2 separate regions of the Sus scrofa genome follow, and region 2 is linked to region 1. The links are chromatin contacts, called in public targeted proximity ligation maps. All regions are on one chromosome and are shown on one strand. The core of a region is the stretch at or near the end of the contact, and the rest is flanking DNA. Distances in the headings are between cores, read along the strand shown.

What was found.
Region 2: a contact with region 1 is called in a targeted proximity ligation map of alveolar macrophages. A contact is called at or near these places in 2 of 2 datasets of targeted methods (alveolar macrophages and skeletal muscle).

The regions. Positions count from the first base shown.
Region 1 is chr4:11,151,220-11,158,681 of Sscrofa11.1, forward strand. The region is part of intron 2 of LOC102158034 (a long non-coding RNA gene); the gene reads left to right. Among named protein-coding and RNA genes, the nearest start is that of FAM49B, 680 kb to the left of the region's middle.
Region 2 is chr4:12,097,551-12,105,012 of Sscrofa11.1, forward strand. No RefSeq gene overlaps it. Among named protein-coding and RNA genes, the nearest start is that of MYC, 360 kb to the right of the region's middle.

The DNA.
Region 1 (7,462 bases), core at 1,767-4,266:
ATATTAGTGATCTTATATGATATTTGTCTTTCTCTGTCTGACTTATTTCACTTAGTATGATAATCTCTAGGTCCATCCACATTGCTACAGATGGCATTATTTTGTTCTTTTTCATGGCTTAGTAATATTCACATTACTCCCTTTTCTCCATATCCTCTCCAGTATTTATTGTTTGTTGACATTTTGATGATGGCCATTCTGTCTGGTGTGAGGTGATACCTCATTGCAGTTTTTATTTATATTTCTCTAATAGTTAGTGATGTTGAGCATCTTTTCATGTGCTTTTTGGCCATCTGTGTCTTCTTTGGAGAAATGTCTATTTAGATATTCTGACCATTTTTGAAATAGACTGTTGGTTTTTTGATATAAAGCTGTATGAGACGTTTTTATATTTTGGAGATTAATCCTTTCCCTTGTTGGTCACTTCATTTGCAAAGATTTTCTCCCAATCTGTGGGTTGTCTTTTCATTTTTTAAATGGTTTCCTTTGCAAAAGCTTTTAATTGAGTCACATTTGTCTATTTTTGTTTTTATTTTTATTGCTGTAGTAGGTTGATCCATAAAAATATTGCTGTGATTTATGTCAAAGAGTGTTCTATGTTTTCCTCTAAGAGTTTTATAGTATCCAGCCTTCTCTTTAGGTCTTTAATCCATTTTGAATTTATTTTTGTTAATAGTGTAAGAGAATGTTCTAAAATTCATTCTTTTATGTGTAGCTGTGCAGTTTTCCTAACACCACTTATTGAAGATACTGTCTTTTGTCCACTTTTCTTGCCTCCTTTGCCGTAGATTAATTTGGCCATGTGTGCATGGATTTATTTCTGGGCTTTCTATACTGTTTCATAGATTTATATGTCTGTTTTTGTGCCTGTACTATACTGTTTTGGTGACTATATCTTTGTAGTATAGTCTGAAGTCAGGGAGCCTGATTCCTCCAGTTCTTGTTTTTCTTTCTCAAGATTGCTTTGGCTCTTTGGGGTCTTTTGTGTTTCCATTCAAATTTAAAACTTTTTTCTAGTTCTCTGAACAGTGCCATGGGTAATTTGATAGGGATTGCATTGAATGTGTAGATTGCTTTGGGTATCAAAAATTAACCATTTTAAAGTGAGCAATTCAGTGGTGCTTAGTATATTCATATTGCTGTGAAACCGTCATGTCTATCAAGTTGAAAAATATGTTCTTTCAAGCTCTTGGCAACCACCAACCTGGATTCTGTTTCTATGGACTTACCTATTCTGGATATTTCATATATAAATTGAATCACAATGTGACCTTTTGTGTCTGACATCCTCCCTTGTATATATTTAAGGAATCAGTATTAAATTAGATGACTTCATGTCAGGTGAAAAGATAACTTAGTTTCAGGGCTCTGGTTCCCGAAGGCTGCAAATTATCACTTATTTGTTATGGGTACTAAAAATATAAAAAAAAAATCCATTAAAAACCAAGTTTTACCGTCTTTAATAAATAGGACTGTTACCTGCCCAATTTCCAAGCTTAAATATTCGCCTTGATTCCTCCCTCTCCTTCAGCTCCAACATTCAATTAACTATCAATTCTTCTCTCCAAATCCTTAGAGATTCTTTATTGTACTAATGTTTTTTAATACACTGCCATTTAAAAAAATTTCAAGACTCTGTCATTTCCTTTCTGGGCCACCAAAACAACCTTCTAATTGGTTTCTAACTTCAATCTTCACTTCCTCTAACCCACTTTCCAACAGGAGCTTATGGGTACTCTTTAACAGCAACAAAAATAGCAACACCAACACCCACACACCCCCACACACACACTCTCTCTCTCTCATCACCCTATTAAAAACCTTCAAAGTTTTTTCTGCCTTCAAAATAAATCTGACCTGTATGACCTGGCCAGCACATAACTCTGTAATTATCTCTCTCCATTCTCAATCTCTCTCTCTCTCTTTTTTTTACTGTGTTAAAATATAATTATTCCTCTATTCAATATTTTATATTGGCTACACATTTTCCCCTGATTTTTTACAATATTGTTTTTAAGAATCCAAATAATAATGTCCCTCTCCTACCCTGTCTCTTTTTTCTCTCTCATTGGAGAGAGAAGCAATTGACAATGAGTTACGGACTGGATAAAAGCTAATAGTTTTGAAGGTTTCATTTTATTTTTTTATTTTTTATTTTTAAATTAGTGAATTTTATTACATTTATAGTTGTGCAGTGATTGAAGGTTTCATTTTATAATTTGACTCAATATTTTGTCTTCCCTATGTTACATCTATTTTGAATTTCTTTAAGGTCTTGTTTTTTGGAGCTTAGAGCCTTAGTTTTTACTACTTCCTTTCCTGAAATGCCCCTTTCCTTAACCCTTCTTTACCTACATATCCCTTGCATTTAATTTCAGGGCTTAGCTTAGATGCTACTTTTTCTAGGAAGTCTTTCCTACCCTTTCCTCCAGTCCAGCACCTAGAATTTGGCAGCCTCCTCGGCTCACATTAGCACTCTGGAATCAGACCTAGTTTGGTACTTGTCTCTTCCATGTTTTAGACAAGATTTGAAGATAAGAATCATTGTTTCTTTATTATTGATCCCCCAGTGCCTAATGTTAAGACCTGGTATTGTTTATTGATGGATCACGTAAAGCTTAATTGACTCATCCTGAGAGGCCAGAGACCAAAGATTCACTATATAAGGCCATGTAATATTATATTATTCTTGATCAGTTGGAGGAAATAATGCTCATCCAGCATTAAATGTCAGAAATCTCTTGCTCAGCTGGTCTGGAAGAAGCAAAGTCTGAGTAGTAAAGCTTTTGTCACTGTTTCCATTGAGACTATTATCCTTGAACCCAGAAATCTTTCCCTGCACATGCAATTATCTTTCCTCCTTGTGAGAAATTTGTGAGACTCAAGAGTTGACTTAATCACATCCTGGACCAGTTTCCTGACCTCAGTTTGTGAAATGGAAGAAGAGAACTAAATGCAAAAGGAAATTCATCACATGAAGCTAGCTTGAGCCAGAACAGGCTGGCAGTTAAGTAAGTCTGTGTGTCTGTGTGGTCACTGAATCAGCCACTGGTCATTGAGTTGGGGTTTGGAAGACCATCTAACAGGACCGAGGCTGATTGATTTTACTGGCCATCCCCACAGCCTCAAACATTTGTTGGATTTCTCTTCACAGATTTGCCCCCCATGCAGAACTGGTCACTCTCACATTTGTTCTAAAATAGCACACAGTGCCAACAACTGCTATGGCATCGCCCCATGGTCTGTACGTAGGGATATATCAGTCTCTCTTTGAGGATGGGCATTGCTTCTCAAACTCTTTATCTCTTGTATGTAGCACAGAACACTGTACTGATTAGGTACTTAAATCAGTAACTTTAATAGCACTGAATAGTTACTTCTTTTTTTTTTTTTTTTTGGTCTTTTTGCCATTTCTAGGGCCACTCCCGTGGCATATGGAGGTTCTCAGGCTAGGAGTCGAATCGGAGCTGCAGCCGCCAGCCTACGCCAGGGCCACAGCAACGTGGGATCCGAGCCGCATCTGCAACCTACACCACAGCTCACGGCAACACCAGATCATTAACCCACTGAGCAAGGGCAGGAACCGAACCCACAACCTCATGGTTTCTAGTTGGATTTGCCTACCACTGAGCCACGACGGGAACTCCTAAATAGTTATTTCTTAAGAATAAAATTGTGTCTGATTCTTTTCTCTGGCGCTATTATAGTTTTTTGAAACTCAGTTGTTGGTATTATTATATAAACTAATAAATTCACCCTTATTCAGAAGCATAATAGTATTACTGATAACACGCTCTCTTCCAAACTCTTGAGTGTTGAATTGTGCTCCTGTATCAGAGATGGTCTTAGGACCCGTGGGCATGGTTTTACTTGCCCATTGGTATTCTATATTCTGTGTTCTCAAAACTCCACTAGGGAATATATGTTATTATGAACAACTCAACACAAAACATACATTTATTGTGAAATCATATGTGCCTCATCTATCAAATTCTAGTTGTCTGATAAAAATGTTTTGAAGTGAAATTAAAGACTGGCTACCCTAACAATGACTGGAATGCAGTGTGTCTATTCTACTTGACCACAGCCAGACCTGGCATCTGGGGGCCTTCTTTGCAGGGGACCTTGTATGGACTCAGTTGTGCCTTGCAGCAAAGACCACTTCTTTGTGGCAGTGATTCCATTTTCTTGGAAAAGTTAAAGATGCCTCTCAGCTCAGGGTTCCATCGTTGAGAGGCAAGGAGCTTTATTCTCCTTGTGGGAATCTGAGAATGTCAATCAGAGAATGTCCTATCCAGTCAGTTCAGAGGAAGACTAAGATCTTCCCACATTATTTACTCTGACTCGCTTTCCCAGAGGATCTGTCCAGTTATTTTAGTGAGTCATGAAAAATCCCTAGAGGTATCATACTTCTTTGAGTTTTGTGCTTTTTCCCCCTCCTCTGGAGAAAATTAAGGTGGAGGGTGGAGGAAAAGTGATGATGATTTTAAAAGAGCAGAATGTTCTAGGACAAAAGTGGCAAAAGATCTAGTCATACAATCATCAAACTATGTCACTTAGTGGACTCAGGCAAATCATTTAACCTCTAAGAGCCTTAGTTTCTTCAGCAAACTCAGGGAAATTGTGCCTGACTTTTTCTTTCTCTTAAAGGCTCAGAATGAAAACCAGGGATGCTATTTGCTAAACTATGTATAGGCCATGATGAAAGATAATATAAGAAAGGGAGTGTATATATATATATATATATATATATGCATGACTGGGTCACTTTGATGTACAGCAGAAATTGGCACAACATTAAAAATCAACTATAATAAAAAACATTTTTAAAAATTAAAAAATATTTTAATATATTTTTGTGTATATTTTATTTTTTTATTTTTTATTTTTTTTGAATTTCAATGTTTAATTTATTTCAAGAGGCAAGATGCACTTAAAGATAGAGCATTTAGGTTGATCTTAGATTTCATTCTACATCAGTTAATTCAAATTTTCTCTAGATGATGCCATTCAAGTTCTTGCCAGATGATAGGTTTTCATATTTTATTTTTTTAATTTTTTTTGTGTATATTTTAAATGATGAAATGTTGTGAAATAACTCACAAAGAATGGAGTTCATCTTCTTTGCGGTGCACTTAGCTTAGTGAGACCACTGAATCTGCCCAGATGGGGAAAACCTTTTAGGGCTCTTCTTGGTCCTAATTATGAACGGTGGTCCTGCCTAGAAGGGCTTAGGAAGAGCGTGTCTTCCTCACACCCTCTTGTGTGTGAATGCTTGTGTCTCTCCCAAATCCATATACTGAAATCCTAACCCCCAACGGGATGGTGTCAGGAGGCGGGTTAGGACGTGAGGATGAACCCTCTGTTAGTGGATTCGTATCCTTATAAAAGACCTCAGAGAGCTCCCGCCTCACTTCTGCCACATGGGGACATAGCAAAAAGAAGCCTGTCTAGGAACAAGGAAGCAGGGGCCCTCACCCGACACCATACCTGCCAGAATCTGTCAGCACCTTGATCTTGGACTTCCTAGTCTCCAGAACTATGAGAAAATTCTGTTGTGTATAAGCTGCTCGGTCTATGGTCTTTTGTTGTGGCAGCCTGAATAGGCTAACGAGCTAATCCAGCCTTCTACCTCCTTCTTGGTTCCAGATAGGCAACTATAAAACATATCTATGCCATTTAATGGGTTTCACCCTAATTCTTATTTTCAGTTTTACACAAGCCATGGCTTCGCTTGTGTATTAGGGAGAGAACTCTTTAATTTTAGAAGATACTCTGTGTTATCTCTGTGTCTTAGTTTCTTTACCTGTTGGATTGGGTCACCAATTATCAAACTCCTTACCTTAAAGGGAAGTTGTGAGGTCACATGGTAAGATGCTTTGAGAAATGGGAAGCATCCATTCAAGGTGAATCATTTCTCTCTTTTACCTTCTCTTTTGGCACAGCACTGTGCCGGGCAACGATGAGACATACGGTAAAGTGGTTGTTGGATGACCTGAATGGTTCAAATTTCAAATGTTAGATTCAAATGACCATTGTGACTTTCTACAGATGAACAAGGCAGGTTTATTTCTCTGCAAAGATTAAAGAAGGAAAGCTCTATTATATGTATCTATTGTATATGTAATATATAAGTGTATATTTCTTGTCCTTGGATGAGACCAGTACTCTCTCTCTTTTTTTTTATTTTTTTAAAATATTTTAGTGGACTATAGTTGACTTACAATGTGGTATTCATTCCAGGTGTACAGCAACGTGAATCAGTTATACATACACATATATCCATTCCTTTTTCCCACATAGGTTATTACAAACTACTGAGTAGATTTCCCTGTGCTATACAGTAGGTCCTTGTTAATTGTCTATTTTATATACAGTAGTCTGTATATATGTTTTCTTTTAAATCAGTGACAGTCTTCTTCTGGATACACAGGGCAATGGACAGTATTTGAGTTACAGTAGATATATAGCAGATTTCTTGACCTGGCACTACTGGCATTTGGGGTTGCATGTGTCTTTGAAGGGGGCTAGTCGTGTGCCCTCCCAATGTGTAGCCACATCACTGGCTTTCATCCACTATTCCAGTAGCAACTTGGAGAACTAAGTTATGAAAACCAAAAATATCTCCAGACATTGGCACATGTCCCCCTGGGGACAAAACAATTCTCACCAGCTGATCTTTTCTCAAGAGTAATTCTTTAATTGAAAAAATATGTAAATGAATGGATGAATCAATGAATGTAAAGAAAGGAAAAAGAAAACAGACTTGGCAGAGTTGCTGTACTTCATCAAAATAACAAAGTTTCTTATAATCTTTGTTTTTTTCATATTCGAAGTTAACAAGAGAAACAGAAAAAAATACATGCACGTATATGTGTATGCATCCTGCCCCCAGAGACAACATACTTACTGAGCCACAATTTCAGGGGTCTTTTTGTTGTTATTATTTTCTTTTTTGGCTGCACCTGCAGCATATGGAAGTTCGGGCGGACCAGGGATTGAATCTGAGCCTCATCGGTGACCTATGCCACAGCTGTGGCAATGCTGGATCCTTAACCTGCTGCACCACAGCAGGAATTCCAATTTCAGGGATCTTAATATCCCTAATTACAGTCCTGGGAATATAGGTTGAGATGCTAAAATAACAGAGAAATCCACTGTTCACTATTAGTTGGTTGATTGAGTCATTTGTGTAACAACTATTTATGATCACCCACTAGGTCTGGACTAGGCACAGTTTAGTGGATTGAAACACACGAATAGCTATCTATAATATGAGATGATACAACACACACAGCTATAATAGAATTAAGAACAATATTGCTATGTGTACACTGTCTCAGGGTGTGGGTGGTTTTGGAAGGATTCTCTGAGGAACATGAGACGTATCCCATAGTTAATCATTTGTACACGTTCTCCTAGCTGTGTGTATGCCCAAACAATTGCTTGTTTATGTAATTCT
Region 2 (7,462 bases), core at 2,206-4,705, 950 kb after region 1:
TGTTGATGGTCATCGGATGTGGTCATGGTACTACCTTCCAGTGTGGATTTGCTATACAGGACAGTAGATGCATCTGTAAGGATCTGTAACAAAACACTCAAACTTAGCTTTCTTGTGGAGGTCAGCAAGGCCATTCTTCTTGTCTGAGCTGGGTGGGGTTGACCTCATCTGGGCTCACTCATGTGTCTCCAATCAGCCGGCAGATCGGCCTAGATGTTGGTTGGTTGGTCCACGATACCCTCGGCTAGGATGCCTGGGGTCTCTCATTGTCCACCTTCCTCCAGAATACAGTGAGCATTCAGAGTTCCCTTGTATTAATAAGAGATTTGACGGCTTTTTTCCCCCAAAAGATTGGGCTCCATGACCAAGGCTAAAGATGGGATTGATCTCTCTCCCTCCCTACCTCACCTCCATTGAATAGTCAGAGGGAGCTGAGCTTAAATTTTTGCCCTGCCATTTATGAGTTGTGGTCTTAACAGTGGTCTTGGGTGACTCCCACTTTCTGAACCTCAAGATCTTCAGCTGTGAGATGGGAATAACAAAGCCTATCTGACACAGTTGCTATGAGGATGTAGTTGAAATAATAAATGTAAAACAACTGGCCCCGTACCTGCTACATAGTAAGTGCTTAATAAAAAGGAAAGAGACAGAGAAAGACAGAGGGAGAAACACTCTGACAATATATGGCCCCCCCAAAATGTTCAAAACAGTGTCAAAAGCAAATGTTCATGTTTTGAACATGATTGAAGAACCTTCAAATGTAAAAACAGCCAGCCACAGCCAGATCATATTGGTTCTCTCTGCTGTGATTTAATGCTCTAAAATGCAGGGCCCTACCAAGTTCCAGGAGCATGAAATCATAAAATTCATCACTCTTTGGGGGGAGGGGTGTCACATCTCCTTGGTTCGACAAACACTCACACTTGTCTCCTGTGTGTCATGATATTTTGTGGGGGTTACCTGATAATTAGGGCAAGTCCCCCCATCAAGGATCCTATAATCAATCAATGTTTCAACCTCAATCCCCCTTTTTACTGAGCACTTTCTATGGAGCAGGCACGTGCCAGGTGTTTTATAGACATCATTTCCCTAATCCTAGGAGCAACTAGATCACACACAAGACTTTTTTTGTTGTTGTTGTTGTTGGTGGTGGTTTTTTTTTGTCTTTTGTCTTTTGTCTTTTGTCTTTTTAGGGCCTCACCCATGGCATATAGAGGTTCTCAGGCTAGGGGTCTAATCAGAGCTATTGCCACCGGCCTACGCCACAGCCACAGCAGCACAGGATCTGATCCATGTCTGCCACCTACACCACAGCTCACGGCAATGCCAGATCCTTAACCCACTGATTGAGGCCAAGGGTCAAACCCGCAACCTCATGGTTCCTAGTTGGATTCATTAACCATTGAGCCACGACGGGAACTCCAACACATAGGATTTGTTATTCCCATGTCATAGTTGAGCATCCCAAGGCCATATGAATATTAAGAGGCAGACCAAGAATATGAACCCAGATCCCTCTGACTTAAAGCCTAAATCCTCTGCAACATCCCAGGTCTACTCAACTCCCATGGACTCATAGATATCGATAAAAAAAAATCCCCAGATACAACATAAGATACCCATGCTGTGGCTCCTCTGTGGGCACAGCCCGAGGAGAGCACAGTGGTTATGGATACAGGCTTCCGACTTTGCCAGATCTGGCCTCACGGCCTTGCTCTACCACTCAGTAATTCTCACATGTTAGAATAGAAAGTTGATATAAATGCACACACTCACACACACAGAGACACTCATCGCCGATTCAGTGCTGAAAGGCATCCAATGCAGCATCCTTACTTTGCAGTTGAGAACGCCAGTGCTGGGTGGAGGGGAGAGCACAGGGGTTTCCTGCCTGGGGTCCCACAGGGAGAGAGCACCGGGGACATCAGACATCCCCCCCCATCCCAAGTCTGATGCTCTCTCCAGAGTCCCATCCCAGCCTGCCTCCCTCTAGAAACACATTCAAGTTTTCAAATGGTGACTCCCCAGATCAAAGGAAATGGCCCCCTCAGATAAAGCAGATTCTCACAGAGGAAAAATGTCCATTCCATGCTGAGATTTTTCCTCTATCTGCTCATTTGCGGGGGTCATGAGAAGGTCAGGGGAAAGCTCTTATGACGTGGCTCCTGGGTCTCCACACCCAAGAATGCAGGAAGATTTCAATAAATCAGACGGCGGGCAGGAATTCAGACAGGCTCCCCCACATGTTCTGTGCCTTTATTCCCCCCGGGTGGATACCATCAGCTGTCTTGTTGCTAAGAGACCCGAGTGGGTGGGAAAGGCCAATTGTCTTATTTTTCAAACTTATCTACAAAACCGGTTTGTGCCTCTGCTCCGTCCAGGGGTTCGGCTTTCTTAAGAACAGGATATTACCACCAGGCAGATGGAGTGAGTGAGAGTACATTTTGTCGAGAAACGGACTGAGCTTTTCCTGGACATTCAATGTCACCCAGCAGAGTCCTGGGAGCTGCCAATTACGGGTCTGATGCAATGTTTGGGAAAGAGCCGCAGAGTACACATGACTCAACAAAATATTCTGATTTACATTCCTATCTCCCAGGCAGTTGCACTTTTATCAGCACCAACAAGGGCTATGGGGTCAGTAGGCGTGCTGGGCTGAGTTCGTCATCAGAGAATTAAAAGGAATTAAAAAAAAACAAGAAGAGGTTGTGGGGAGGTGAGAATCTGAATCACTCCGGGACTTTCCTTTTCGGTTGCATTCCAATCGGACAGACCCAAACCTGGCAGAGCCCTTCTATTGCTCAATGTCAAAAACATTCCCCTGGAATGTGGGCCATGTGAACTTGGACACCCCCTGCAGTTTCCCTCTGTGGCCCAGCAGGCTGCATCCACCATAAGCGGGGCCCTCAGGAGAGTCCGGGGCATGTTTCATATAAAAAAGGCAGGGGCTCCAAAGGTGAGCTTTCACCAGCCCTCTCCCACCAAGGCCTCTGTGCAGACTCGCGCTGCACTCTGATGAGCCCAGCAGAGATGGAAAATGAGCTCTTGGGAACAGGTCGGTGGGTTTTGTTTTGTTTTGTTTTTCTTGCCTTAGTAGAAAGCAAGAATGTGAATTCACTTCCTCCTTGTCTGGGTTTGTACTTGGCTTATGAGCTCATTCCGCCCACCTTGACCCCCCAGCAAAACCCGGCTATAACCTCTTATTTCTGAAGAACTCTAAGAGCCACGTCTAAGGACATCTAATTCCCCGTTCTGCCCCCTGCCCACATAGACCCCTCCCTCCTTGGCTTGAAGAGTCAAGATAGCAATCTTTGTCACACGAGTGTAACTGAGAGCATAACTCAGCCCCAAAAGCCCATTTCGATCTTGCAGCATGTTTCAGAGCCGAGTGCTCCAGCCAGCAAAGAACTCATAGTTGGCAGAGCCTTCTGAGTAACTGTGTACAGACCACATCCTCCTCCTGTCCACTTCTAAAACCCATCCAGAAAAAAGGAAGGCCTCTGGAGTTCCCTTCGTGGCACAGTGGTTAACAAATCTGACTAGAAACCATGAGGTTGCAGGTTCGATCCCCGGCCTTGCTCAATAGGTTACGGGTCTGGCGTTGCCGTGAGCTGTGGTGTAGGTCACAGACGCGGCTCGGATCCCTCATTGTTGTGGCTCTGGGTAGGCCGGCAGCTGTAGCTCCGATTAGACCCCTAGCCTGGGAACCTCCACATGCCACGGGAGCAGCCCTAGAAAAGGCAAAAAGACAAAAAAAAAAAAAAAAAAAAAAGGAAGGCCTCACAAGCCATGTGCCATCAGCTACAGAGAAGAATGGCGTTGCGTGCATCCTGCTGTGTGTAAGAGTCAGGGATACGCAGGTTCTAGAAAATAAAATTACCTAACTTAAATTGAATGCTGACTGTGAAGAGGCAGACGGCAAGACCGCAGGGGCTTTATCCTGTTTATTGTTCCCAACAACCAATGGGGCGTCTACAATACCTTTTCAGATTTACAACTCAGTAGGATACACCAGTCAAAACAGCCTTGGACATCCCCACTACACAGAAGGTGAAGACTTACTACTGCTAAAGAGGGAGGATTATTCAGGCCAGTTGTCACAGATCTTTCACAAAGGAGGCCAATTAGCTGAAATAAACCCCAAACCATGGTGTCCTTAATCCCTAATTGCCCATCTGGGTTTGGGGTTTTGTCAACCAAAAAGACATTCAGAGTACCAAGTGAGAAGGCTGTTCCAAAGGCGATTCTAGAATGCCGCGAAGTGTCTCTTTTTGGAAGACTGATAGGTGGTAAGACATCAGGCAGGCAAGCTGAGCAAGACCAAAAGCAGGATGTCTGAAATTGAAATTTTGCCCTTTAACTTCTGGAGCTGGGGAGGAGGAGGTGGGGTGGGAGGGGTGAGGGGGTGGAGGGGTGAGGGGGCAGGAGATGGGACTGTCACAACACTGACTTCAGGGCCTACCCCACTGTCGTTTTGGTTATGGACTGACTGTGACATGGATATTTTATTTACGGAGGCATTGGTCTGGGTGCCAGCCACCATGTTTCTCCCTCACGTTCTATAAAACTCGTGGTGTAACCAAGTCATTTCTCTCTTGTAGAAAAAAAAGAGCTGATCATTATAGCCTTCATGAGTTATCTATCACAAGATGGAGTTTGATCCTATTGACATATTGTTAATAGATAAAACAGTGAGTCACACTGATATCTAGATGTGTACTTTGAGAAGGCAATGCAAGAGCGGGTCAGATGCTCCCTTGCATTATCTAGAACATAAGAACTAGTGCCATCCTCACAACAGATGTCCCTTAAAAAAAAAAAATGTTTTGTCATGGGTTGAAGAAAATGGTGATCAATGCCAAGTTAAACTTTAATACTGTTTACTGAGCCTTTGGAAAATGGCCAAAGAGAAATTGTGAGTGTTATATTCCTAGCGCGCAGTACAGTGCAAAGCCCATAGTAGTTGTCGAATAAATTTTTGTGGAGTAAGTCCGTGTCTTAGTGGAACTCAGAGCAAAAGGAGAACTTTCTCTAATGAGTATTTATAATTTTGTGCATACTGGACAACTTGAGTCAGTCAGTCCGTCCAGGTCATGACTTTCTTTCAACCCCATGATCTAGTTCCCTCTTCCTGTATTTCCTATGTTGTTTATTGGTGCCTCTCCTTTATGAACTGCTCTTCCCCCACGGTTGGCCAGCAAACTCCTATTCCTACTTTGAAACCCTTCTCAAGTATTTCCTCTGCTGAAAACCTGTCCCTGCCGCAGGACAAGCGATAGCTTCCTCTTTTATGTCCACAATGATACATAACACAGAGTGTAGTGCCTGGCAAATAGAACCACCTCCACATATTTTGATTATGAGCAAATGAATAAATAAATGACCAGCAAGAATACAATTGAAGTAAGTCAATCAACAGCAAATATGTTCCTACTATGTCTAAAGCACTATGCCCCCGACTCTAATTAGAATTACATTCCACTGTAAATATCTTGGGGGAGGTGAGTAGGGAAGAATCTATAAAGTGAAAATCCATGCAGCATTTGTTGTACCCCAAAAATCCCCAGACTGGATTGAGCCCAACTAATAACATTCTCCAAAACATTCTCACTAATATCACCCCTTAAATATTAGTGTCAAAGTGGGATTGGAAGGTGACCAAAAGGAATGTTTACTATTTACTCCAGGTGCCCCTGCCTAGTTTGATTTTTGACACTAATATTCAAGGGGTGATATTAGTGAGAATGTTTTGGAGAATGTTATTAGTTGGGTCCAACACAATCTCTGAAAGACTTCTACCCACTCTCAACAGGAAAAAAAAAAAAAAAAGAAAGAAAAGGGAAGCAGAAGCAAATGCCTTCCTCCTCTGGAGAGAGCATATCTTTTAAAATAATGTTGGTCATTTTCACACGTCCCTTTGACTCATGCAATTTGGACACATATTTCCTCCTGGGCCTGCCCCATTTCCTCTTGGATGGGGAAGGATGGTTCTAGCCAAAGGGACCAGGTCCTTCAGGAGACAGATCTAGCCCAGGGTAATGTTCTCTCAAGCAGAAGCCCCAGGACTAGAGCTAGAAATGGGGGCCGTATGGAAAAGTGAGAAGAGGCTTCCCAATCATTTCCAAATTTAGCAGGCATCTCCCTCACATGGAAGAGTTGTGGAGAAACCATGAAGAGAGTGGAGCTGATCCATCCCTTGGCCAGCATTTTCTTCTCTTCCTGCAAGTTTTGTGAACAATCAGGTCACAGGACATTCATGGTGCCGGTGGGAAAGTACATGTCTGAATATGCATGTTCCACATCCCTAGGAAAATGTCAAGAAAAGCATGGGAAACTTGTCACTGTGCTTATCTCTGGGGATACACATGGGATTGGAAGGTGACCAAAAGGAATGTTTACTATTTACTCCAGGTGCCCCTGCCTCGTTTGATTTTTTTCACCATAAACACATAACAAAATTGAAATTTTCAAAAATGAATACATTGGTCAAAATGGGGCTAAAGGATGGGTTTGGTCCATGTTGACCTCAAAGGTTTTCCTTCTTCCTGGGACCAGTGAGTTTCTGTTCCGTATGGTTTTCCCACCCTAGTCATGGAGCTTCTGAGCGTACAGATTTTGTCTTTCAGCATTTACCAGGTCACTCAGGAGGGAACAGGGGGCTCCCAGGGAAGAGAAGATGCAATCTAAAACTGGTCCCAGCACTGAGTTGAGTCTTTCATGATCTCATTTGGATCCTCCTAAAACCGCCAGAACATACGTACTGCTGGCTGCCTTTTGAGGATGAAAAATGAAGTTCAGAGACTTCAGTACCATGCTCGGAGTCACACAGTGGAGTTAGAACTCAGATCTGCCAGGCATCCAAGCCCCTGCTGTTGCAATGAGCTCTGCACTCAGTTCTAATGACCGCTGTCCCTCAGCTTCTGCAGGGAGCCCTGGCCATGACGTCTTCACTAGGCCAGTCCTGGCCTCTCCACTCACCCACTCTCACTTCAGAAGTCACTCTTTCCAGATGAGTTGAGAAGGAAAATGCAAAGCTCATGCATTTTACTACCTCCGGGGCTCAACACGGTGAAGTAGGTGTGATCAGCAACTTCTCACTACCAAATTACAAAGCTTATTCTTGGACTTCCTCATCGTTCATGGTATGATTTGAATGCCCGGGTTTCTCCTCCACCTGTCTGCTCCAGAATAAGTTCACTCGTGTCCAAAAAAAAAAAAAAGAGATACAGCACAATTAGAGGATAGAAAAGACATGACCAGTATGAAAATGTTTAGGGGGTTTTAGTCATAGTTGGTCCAGAATGAGTCAGCAGGGAGATGTGGATGACAGGAGATCAAATGTGAACTTTAGCAACATTGAAAGGACTAAAGTGTTGAGAATGGAGAAAGTAATCAACCCTCTTTTTGTAGGATCCGAGCAAGTTTCTTAGTCTCCCGGAGTCTGGGTTTCCTCCTTGGAGAA